Linked DNA regions of Mus musculus: regions 1 and 2 are each linked to region 3. The links are chromatin contacts, called in public HiChIP or PLAC-seq maps. All regions are on one chromosome and are shown on one strand. Each heading gives the region's core, a stretch centred on a gene start, on an enhancer-like site or on the middle of the called end of the contact. The rest is flanking DNA. Distances are from core to core; before and after follow the strand shown.

Region 1 (3,119 bases), core at 313-2,812, 380 kb after region 3:
CAGACGCAGGGGGATCTCCATCTGGTCTGCACAGACAGTGAAAGAAGGTCTCAAAGAACCAAAATCAACACCAATGAAAAATCCGTTATTGTTACCATGTTGTTATTGTTTATACTTAGTTACCCTTGGCAGCGATGTGTTAAGACAAATCAATATGTAGGTGACTAAGAGTAGATAGCCACAAGAACTGCCCTACATAGTGAGGACAAAATTATACATCCAGGTAAATCTAACGTCTCTAACTAATAGGCTGGTGGAGAAGTTGGGCTACTCCCCAGTTGCTCCTAATCGGTATGACAAATGCATAAAAAGGAAGATCATGAGGCAGCGCTGAGTCTGCTGCAGAAAGAGGGGAGAGGGAGGCAGAGAAAGCCCTGTGGGCGCCTGTGTGTGGTGTGCGAGGTAGGAGGACCAAGGGAGCCAAGGCAAGCATGGTGGAGGAGCTATGGGATGGGGAGGGGAGTGTCCAGGTACCAGGCATCCTAAGCCAGTCACAGTCAGGGTCACCCCCAAAGAGAAGGGAACTGCAGGCCTCCGAGCATAAGACATGGGTGGGCGTCTGAGCCCGGAGTAGCATCCACAGCGAGGGAGGAGTGGAAAAGCACATGGGCTGGGCCTCCCCACATGGGCTCCTAAACACCTCAATCCAGCTGGCTCAGCCTGGGGAAGGACTCTCCATGCACAACCTTGTTTCTGTTGGGGGAAAGATTATTACTTTTAATTTCAAAAATGCTTCAGAGAAGAAAACTCTTAAGAAACCTGTTCCTCAAATCAGGTTTTCTCACAGTATGTGAGGCTGTGTGAGCTTCCAGATTCTGGGCGTGGGGGTAGGGTGCGGGGAGGGGAAGACAATAGAAACTCAAACTCCAGTCTCTAGGGGATTGAGAAAATTAAAACAAAGCGACTTCTGAAAAGATTGGGAGATCAGTCAGAAAACTTGCCTCCAAATCTGCCCTATCAGGTGCATGTCTGCTCATTACCCTCAAGTGGTGAGCGCTATCCACCCCAGAAGTCCCTTGAGCATGTTATTTGGCCTTGACAATCATCAGTCCTCATTCAGGTGAGGACATTGAAGCACAGGAGGCGGGGGATAGCCCATCCATCAGTGACAAACAGCTGCCACCGCCGCACACAGCACACTCAGGGACACTCCAAAAGCAGGTCACATAACCATTTCCCTGCATGCCTGGATGGGCCAATAGACACTGAAGCAACTTAGACTCCTGTCTTCTGCCTTTGAAAACAACTCTCTTAACGGAGCAGCTGGTTCAGGTGGCAGGTGCTCTTAACCTGTGCTGTTCGTCCACACTCGTCCCCTTCCTTGCACACTGCCTCGTTCAAGGGCTGGAACCTGACAATATTTTCTGCGTGCTTCTTAAGTGTATCATTTTACATGGCCGAGGGATCACACTACCACACAGCCGTAAGTCAATATTTACACTCATTAGTTATAGGCTGATAAACTGAGCTGGAAGCGGGATGACTGGCAAGCTCTGGGACAGTGGGAGGCACGGCAGTCAAACGGCAACAGAGCCCTGAAAGTTCCACAGGGCTATGAGTCAGCAGGATGAAATGATCTGCATGCCAGGGGCAACTGCGATGGCTGAGACCTCTGGAGGCTTGCTTGCCTTCAGATCTTCCTTCCCGGTTTGACTACATGAATCACGAGCACCAACTAGTCATGTTTATGAGCCTTAGTCCCTTCCTGGGACTCCCTTGGAAACCAACAGCAGAATCACGAACAATGTGTTTTCTAAGTCAGAACACTACCCAATTAGTCTAAGCTGAGTTCCAGTTAAGGAATTCCATCCAGTCTGACTCAGGACTTTGTCTTGGTGACACCAAAACAAACAGAGACCACGCAGAGAGCAAGGATGACCCTGGTGAGGGGCAGATCCTATACTTGGATTTTTTTTTTGGACCCCCTATGCTCAGTAGTCAGTCTTTGAGAAGGTTTTGGGAGGTGGATACTTGTTTATACATAGCCACCACAAAGATGTATCATTAAAGGGTAAATAGAAACACTTGTATCATATTGAACCACAGACCTGGAAACTGGAAACAGTGGGAATTCCTTGCTCTATGGCATTTTTTTCACATCTGCTTTCAAAAAATGTAATATCCTTCTGCCATATACTGTGAATAGCTCAAATTGACAACAGACTCATTCTACATATGTATACGTGGATATACATGTACAATATACATGAAATAATTTGTGGATGTGCAAACCGATACCATTCATCAGACATTGCCTATGTCCTATAAACACACATCCTGGTTAAACCTCACAACTACATACTACTATGCGAGGTGTCTTCACTCCCATGCTACACATGAGGCAACGGAGGCAGAGGTGAGTTGCTCTAGGCTGGCAGGAAGGAAGTAGCAGGCAGGGATAGAGACTGACTCACTCCAGTGAGGGCAGCTTCTGTGAAAAACACTGTTAAAATCTCTGTGCTACAAGGGATGACTGCTCTGTGGTTTCAGCTGCCTTTATCACCCAAGTTAGACCACTTCTCCATCCTATACAGCTGCACATCCATGGGCAACCTCATATGGTGGATGCAGCATGACAGAGGAGTCCAGAAATGTACCTCTACCCCTAGGTCCTGCAATATATCTAATGTCCAAATGCTACCATTCCAATCCTTATTCTGTCTCCAATCCTACCGTTTTACCTAATAATACCGGAGACAGAGTATTATGTAACTGATATCAAGCAAGACTTAAAGGAAGACCATGTTAAAAAAAAAAATCACATATATTTTCCACCTGTTTATACTGAGAAGAAAACACGGCTGGTGCCCAGAGAAAGCTGATACCTTAGGGGCAGTAAGCATTTTCTTCATTTGTTTCTGCTTGTGTATCTGTGGATTCGGTCCTTTCCTGTCCTCAGAAAACTCCCCAAGCATCGTCCAGAATCCCTAAGTTTTCCACTCTTCCCCCTTTTACAGGGTCCACATGGCCATAAGGTTCACAGGCCTTAAGAGAAGCCAATTGCTGTGGTCTTTGGTGTGCCCAAAGATTAACTACTGTGGAAACTTTTTACTGTACGGAGCGGAAATAAAAAATGAAGAGGAGAGAAAAGTAGGCAAGCAAGAATCTTTTAAACTCAC
Region 2 (3,393 bases), core at 139-2,638, 400 kb after region 3:
CCTAGGGCCTTTTCTAGGATGAGAAACAAAATTCTGTCCCTATATTCATGTTACAAATTCAGTTACTGTTGGTGTTAGCCTTCTGTCTAAACATCCCCCCACAGTTACCTGGCAACAGCCAGATGTGCCTGACCCACTATAAAAGGGGCTGCTTGCCCCCTTCCTCCCCCTTTTACTCTGCTTCCCTCTTGCTTCTCTCTTGCCCTGTTAGGATCTTCCCTTCCCCCTCTCTCCAGGTGTCCATGGTCAGCCTCTCTTCTCTTCTCTTCTCTTCTCTTCTCTTCTCTTCTCTTCTCTTCTCTTCTCTTCTCTTCTCTTCTCTTCTCTTCTCTTCTCTCCCCTCCCCTCCCCTCCCCTTCCCTCCCCTCCCCTCCCCTCTCCCTCCCTTTCCCTCTCTCTCTCCCTTTCCCCTTCCCCCTCCCACCTCCCCCTCCCCTTCCTCCTTTCCTCTCCCTGTCTCTGCCTCTACTACCCTCTTAGCTCCCCTCCCCATGCCCTGAATAAATTCTATTCTATACTATACTGTCGTATGGCTGGTCTCTCAGGGCAAAGGGATGCCTTGGTATGTGCCCACTGAGGCACACCCCAATAGAACATGTCTTATACCTCTTTATCTTTTTATAAACACATCAGTTGGCACAATTCTTCTTTGTTAGCATTGTTGTTCTGCCTCCTGGGTTCAGAAGGAAGGGCAAGGCGACACTGGTATCCTGCACCTCTGTCCCAGGCTGGTCATTCTCTTGAGCAGTGCTTCTCAACCTGTGGGTCTTGACCCTTTGGGTCCCATATCAGATATGTACATCATGACTCATAACAGTAGCCAGGTTATAGTTATGAAGTGTCAATGGAAATGATTCTATGGCTGGGGGTCACCACAGCATGAGGAACTGTGTTAAAGGGTAGAAGCATACGGAAGGCTGAGAGCAGCCATTACAGAGCTTCACACACACAGACTGAGAGAGACCACCCCAACCTCACCCTCTCCTAAAGCGGCATCAGCTTTTGGGGTCAGCGGTTTACTTCATGATCATATGAAATGTGACTCGAGAATAAAACTACTTTCTACCAACAGGCATATGGAGTAGCATGTGAACTTTAGTTTTCCTTAAGGTGACACAGGGAGACCGCTGCAATTTTAGTCTGACCCTACTCCGTCAAAAGAAAACTTAATGTGAAAAAAAAAGAGGTTATTTTAAGATCAAAATTCCTTCTGGTATTTGAATGACTCATCCTGGTGTTTGTGCAATTAATTTAATTTGCCCCAGAGCTGCCTTTATTTGCTTGTTGTCGTGACGTCAGGCTAAATCTCACTTTGTGGTATCAGTCTCGCAGACACACTACCACGTCTCCTTCCTATTTTTGGCTGCTTAGGGTTAAGCAGTGTGGTAATTGTGATGGATCTGCGTCTTTCCCTTGGATGGGAGCTGTAGTCTGACCAAGGCTATTTTCTTCCTCTTCCCACAGACCAGTTCATAAATGGCCAGGCCTGGCCTGTCTGTGCTGATGAGAAACACAGAGCAGACCCCCGGACTTTTGTGATGCCAGATGTCACTTAAGGTTCTGGGGCCAGGTGGTGGTGGTGCATGCTTTAAATCTTAGCACTCAGGAGGCAGAGGCAGGTGGATCTCTGAGTTCAAGGCCAGCCTGGTCTACAGAGTGAGTTTCAGGACATCCTGAGCAACACAGAGAAACTCTGGGGAAACAAGTTAGCTGTGTGCTTTCTTCACACTCTATTACAGAAACAAAACAGAACAAACCAATGAACAAAAACCACTGGACTTTGGTTAAAGTGGGAAAGGCTAAATTTAGCTAAAGACATTTTATGCCAAAAGCTTCCAAGAATGGAACTAGAAATGTACAAGTCTCTGGAGTCATCAGCCAGTTAAAGCAAATGGCCCAGGACACTTCAGGATTCGTTCAGAGCTAGATACAGTTCTCTGAATAGCCGCACTCCATGGAATCTCGGGACTAATTCCACGTGGTTCTACAATGTGCCTCTGTAGGCATCCCTGCTGGAGTGCAGATAAAGAGAGATCACACTAGCTACCTCACTGACACTCACTGAATGTGCCTTACCCCTAGATTGCTCTGTTATTCAGAATGAAATGCAGTGGATCCCCAGGACCCCTCAGTCTTCAACTGTTCCCTTCAAGACTGCAGATGTTGCTGAGACATCCTTACTGGTGCTGGTTCCTTTATCCTTGGCTACATCATAGCTGTTTTATTAAAACCAAGCACCGAGTTGATCAGCGTTCCATGAAAACATTCAGGATATCAGACGAGTGTTCTAGTCTAAATATAAACACCTAGCACGCCCCGTACATTGTCAACAATTCAGAAAAGTTGCTGGGTGAGAGGATATAGGCATATCTCAATGTGTAAACTTGCCTTAGACTAAGATGCTCATACTAACAGGTATGTAGGATGGCCTGAAGACCTGTGTTAGTAACCTTAGGAAAGGCTGTGCAGGACATGGTTTTTAGCATGTTGTGCTTTAATTCTCATGAGTCTGAGAAAAGGGTATGTATTACTTTCAGACTTTTACACATGTCTTAATGGTTCAGGAAGAGTAAGTAAGTGGTCAAAAAAAAAAGTAGAAGTTTTTATCTTAAACTTAAAAGAGCAGACCTTGGCCTGGGACCATGGCTCACTTGGCAAAGCACCTGAGTCTGGATTCTCAGGACCCATGTGAAGACTGCATCGACGTGGCAGCGCACACGTGTAACCCTAGTGCTGGGTTGAGGCTCTGAGACAGGTGGATGCCAGTAGCTCAATGGCCAATCAGCCTAGCCAATCCATGCTTCAGTGAGAGACCCCGTTTTAAAAAAATAAGATGGAGAGTGATTTGATAAGACACTCAGTAACAGCCTTATACCTGCACAGATACACACTGCCCACAGGCAAAAGGTAACACTCAGGAGGCAGAGGCAGAGCAATCTCTGAGTTCTAAACCAGCCTGCTCTAGATAGTAAGTTCCAGGCCAGCCAGAGCTACATAGTAGATCCCTGTCTCAATAATAATAATAATGTAAAATTTTAAAAGTGAAATATTACAGAACTGTAGTAGATTGAAAAGGATACCTTATACTCTGGAAGTCTATGTCTATCAAAGAGATCCAGTCCTCTGAGCCTGTTTACATCTGAGTGCCCTCAATCATGGACCGTGACACTGTACCAAAGCATGTCAAGAGATGGTGGGTCATGAACATTTTGGCAATAGTGAAATATATCTGAATATGCACAACAAAGAATTCATCTAAAAATCCAACACACAGTGAATGTGAAGTCATTTCGGCAGCGCCTGCCTGTTTTGTGTAAGCCTTAGTTCTGAGTATACAACTTGTGCACATTGTGCCAGGGACAGCCCGATGCCATACCTCAGAGTGCCAATGGA
Region 3 (3,178 bases), core at 201-2,700:
GGACCTCCCTCACGGGAGAAAAATCCAGCCCTCAACAGCATCTTGAATCTGCTATGGCTTTGCAGCGCAGTAACAGAATGTCTTAATATATAATAGATAACATTTTCATCCAAAAAATTAAAATAAAATAAAAATTCTTGCAAACCCCCCCCCAGAACACCAATTCATATTCTAAAATTAACCCATCACTTGTGCTGTTAACACGACAATATACTTCATTGGAAACTTAGATCTGAAAGACAGAAACTGAGTCTTCACTCCCAAATAAAGTAACTTGAGGTTTATGGCATATAGGTTAGGACAACACACATACAGAAGGGGGAAGAGGACATGGAGGTATCTTAAGCAAAGCTTAAGTGACAGAACACATTCAGTCGGGTAGGTGTCTATAAAGGGTGGTGACGTCAGGCAAAGCTCCCAACAGATTCATGTGCACCCATCTGGAGGTACCAGATTCCTCCATGGCAGATCCGCATGCAGAGCTAAGGGAGGAGGCTACTTCGGTCATTCCAGTTTTAGAAGCTCCACATCAAAACCAAGAATGGCATGTGGTAGGATGATGCCTGGGGGCCCGGTGGCTTCATTGTCATAGTCTGAGGACACTATCCGTTTGGCTTTCTGACCCACACTCATCTGGCTACCCCTTCTTCCACTTCAGATCACCTCCTGCTTACCTAGTGTAAACTTAAAAGGTTGCTTCTGTCCCGAGAGGAGTCAAAGTTCTTTCCATCTTCAAGTATCCCCATGTAGTGCACCTCTGGCTATGCTTCAGAAAGATGCGCAGGTCTCCAGGAGAGATGGTCTCCACCTGCACTCCCACGGCACAAATGTCTGAGCAGAATAGAGGAGGAGAAGGATGCGGGTGGCAGCATGCAATGGGTGGAGCCGAAGCAGACCTGGCGGTGGTTCAAAGGTTCGGCTTCATCCCTCTCTTGTCATAGCACACATTCTATAAAGGAAAAACATCATATCCATAAAAAAAAATGGATGTCATAAAAGAGGGCATCTCTTTAGCTTTGATGGATGATAGAACTCTTGGGTTTCCAATTCTAATATTGTCTCATGGTCACACCACCAAAGTCTCATGGTCATGAGAAAGCTAGGAAACCAGGTTTGGGAAAGAATCAGACACAGAATATCCCAGTGTAGCCAAAACTATTGCTCAACTTGACCCAGGCAAGCCATGTGTGCACATGTGTGCGTTTGAAAAATCCTGTCTCATTTTTATTCTGTTGTCATATTGTTTTTCACTCCAGCGAAGAGAAGCTGCCAGACTTTATGAAAAGAGGAGAGCCAGTTCCTTAAACGACAGTATAAGCGGTGACTCCCGGAGGGAGTTAGGAGTGTAGTGCAAATGTCTGAGCAGAATAGTTTTACGGATACAATGGGGGCACTTCCTATTAAGCCTGGTAAACAGGACTGGAGTCCAGACACACACTACAGCACAGCAAGCCTTGAAAGAACGCCAAGGTCTAGGTGCAAAAACACAGGGTTGTATCTGAAATTTGCAGAGCACTCAGTTCATGGAGATAGAAGTGGGGATCCCTAGAGTGGGTAGAAGAAGAGGAGAAGGGAGAATATGAGGCAGGGAAGGAGGAAGAGGAGAGGAGATAGTGTTATGAGAAACAGCGTCTTAGTGGGCATGAGGACAGTGTTTTGGGAAAATGCTGCAATAGTCATACAACATGAATGTTACAGAACTGTGTACTTAAGATGGTAAGTTTTGTATCAAATATATTTTACTTCAGTAAAAGTTTAAAATCCAGAGTGGCCAGAGTCAACCATTATCAATATAGGAAGCATGGGTCTTTATGGTCATGAGAAGAAAAGGCCAGGTGGGCACCCAGTACAGTGACCTGGAAACTGTTATTCTCCAGTTCTTCTGTGCACTGTTGGACGAGTCCCCAGCCTCCCCCAAACCCCTTCCTGTTTGGAGGAGAGTCATTCTAACCCTGTGACTCACTTCACAGGGACCAAGTTATCCTGAGAAGGCTTGTGGTAAAACCAGAGAGTGTTATAGCCATGAAAGGAATCACTGCTGGAAGGATGACAAACTTGGACCACTCAGTTTTGGGTGGCTGACTTGCTAGGTGGAGACTACCACATTGTTCAGGCTGCAGGCCACGTGGCTAAAGGGTAAACACCAGAAGGAGACAGGGAATAGCCATTCATGCCGCCTACAGAATGGAAATGGGCCCGGACCGCTCTAATCTGCCACTAGTTACACCATTAAGGTTTTGTAGCTGAGGTGGGGTGGGGCTTAGACACACCCATGACTCTGGTGTAGCAGCTGGCACTTCCAGCTCAGTGTCACTGGACACAAATAGCCTTTGTCGGGTATAAAATTTGATCAAGAAAAATAATGGCAAAGTTTAAGCTTGAGAAGACAACCTTCTGCTCCTACCCTAAGTGGTAATATACTAACTTGAGGTGCAAACAACAGGTTAAAACAGATCTCATTGCAAGACCCTGTGGTTCTGTCTGCTGCTTAGATTAAACCCTTCAGAGGGGTCCTGATTCTCCAACTTCCTGTCTTACTGGGGCTGTATACGTAGGCAGCTGCCTCTACAACTTGTCTCAGTTCTGGAAGCAGTGTTAGGCTTCCTATATTTTCAGATAATGTGGGCCACTCTCAGATTTCTGACAGGGTTGAAAGACTAGTTATATTCTCATAGCCAACCTAGGCAATTAACATTGAGAAAATATATTTGAGAAGATGGTTTTCAGGTAGTATACAGGCTAAACCAGATTATAACATGGCTTTATAAGCCTATTTTAAGTTAGGATAGACAACAGTGTTCTATTTAATTGACAAAATTGATGGACTGGGTGTTCGGTGTATTTTGTACTTTATACATTACAGAATGGTGATAGTTGTGCTCAATTTATGGCTGAGGTAAAAGAGTCTTTTAATTGGACAGAAAGGGGGAGTGTTATGGGTAGCCCTTGTGCTGTTTGTATTTTGATGCTAATTCAGATTCCCCAAGAGGGGCTGCCTGTGATGAGGAGTGAATCACATACTCAGGACTTCATATGATCCTTCTAACGAATAAAGAAACAATCACTGGGCGAGTAGGCAGGACTTCCAGGTGGGAGAAAGGAAGAGAAGAGGCAGGAGAGAGATACGGGCTTTTGGACGGGAACAATGGGGAGGACAAGATGTAGCTACAAGTGGCAC

The links. HiChIP or PLAC-seq counts read pairs in DNA pulled down with a chosen protein or histone mark.
Region 1: a contact with region 3 is called in an H3K27ac HiChIP or PLAC-seq map of the NIH/3T3 cell line, with 4 times the contacts expected there. The contact joins two enhancer-like sites. A contact is called at or near these places in 1 of 39 promoter capture datasets (cranial neural crest) and 2 of 115 datasets of contacts at active chromatin or transcription factors (the NIH/3T3 cell line and microglia).
Region 2: a contact with region 3 is called in a FOXA1 HiChIP or PLAC-seq map of pancreatic cancer cells. The contact joins two enhancer-like sites. A contact is called at or near these places in 3 of 39 promoter capture datasets (the C10 cell line, cranial neural crest and neural stem cells), 1 of 15 datasets of contacts at CTCF or cohesin (the NIH/3T3 cell line) and 1 of 115 datasets of contacts at active chromatin or transcription factors (pancreatic cancer cells).

The regions. Positions count from the first base shown.
Region 1 is chr10:21,788,764-21,791,882 of GRCm38.p6, forward strand. No RefSeq gene overlaps it. Among named protein-coding and RNA genes, the nearest start is that of Platr6, 68 kb to the right of the region's middle. Within about 2 kb of position 1,563, at least 115 of the 459 cell types and tissues checked have an H3K27ac peak or open chromatin away from gene starts, as enhancers often do. A contact at or near this core is called in the NIH/3T3 cell line, where this site is marked.
Region 2 is chr10:21,808,378-21,811,770 of GRCm38.p6, forward strand. No RefSeq gene overlaps it. Among named protein-coding and RNA genes, the nearest start is that of Platr6, 48 kb to the right of the region's middle. Within about 2 kb of position 1,389, at least 9 of the 459 cell types and tissues checked have an H3K27ac peak or open chromatin away from gene starts, as enhancers often do. A contact at or near this core is called in pancreatic cancer cells, where this site is marked.
Region 3 is chr10:21,409,756-21,412,933 of GRCm38.p6, forward strand. It overlaps the pseudogene Fkbp1a-ps2. Among named protein-coding and RNA genes, the nearest start is that of Aldh8a1, 34 kb to the left of the region's middle. Within about 2 kb of position 1,451, at least 32 of the 459 cell types and tissues checked have an H3K27ac peak or open chromatin away from gene starts, as enhancers often do. A contact at or near this core is called in the NIH/3T3 cell line and pancreatic cancer cells, where this site is marked.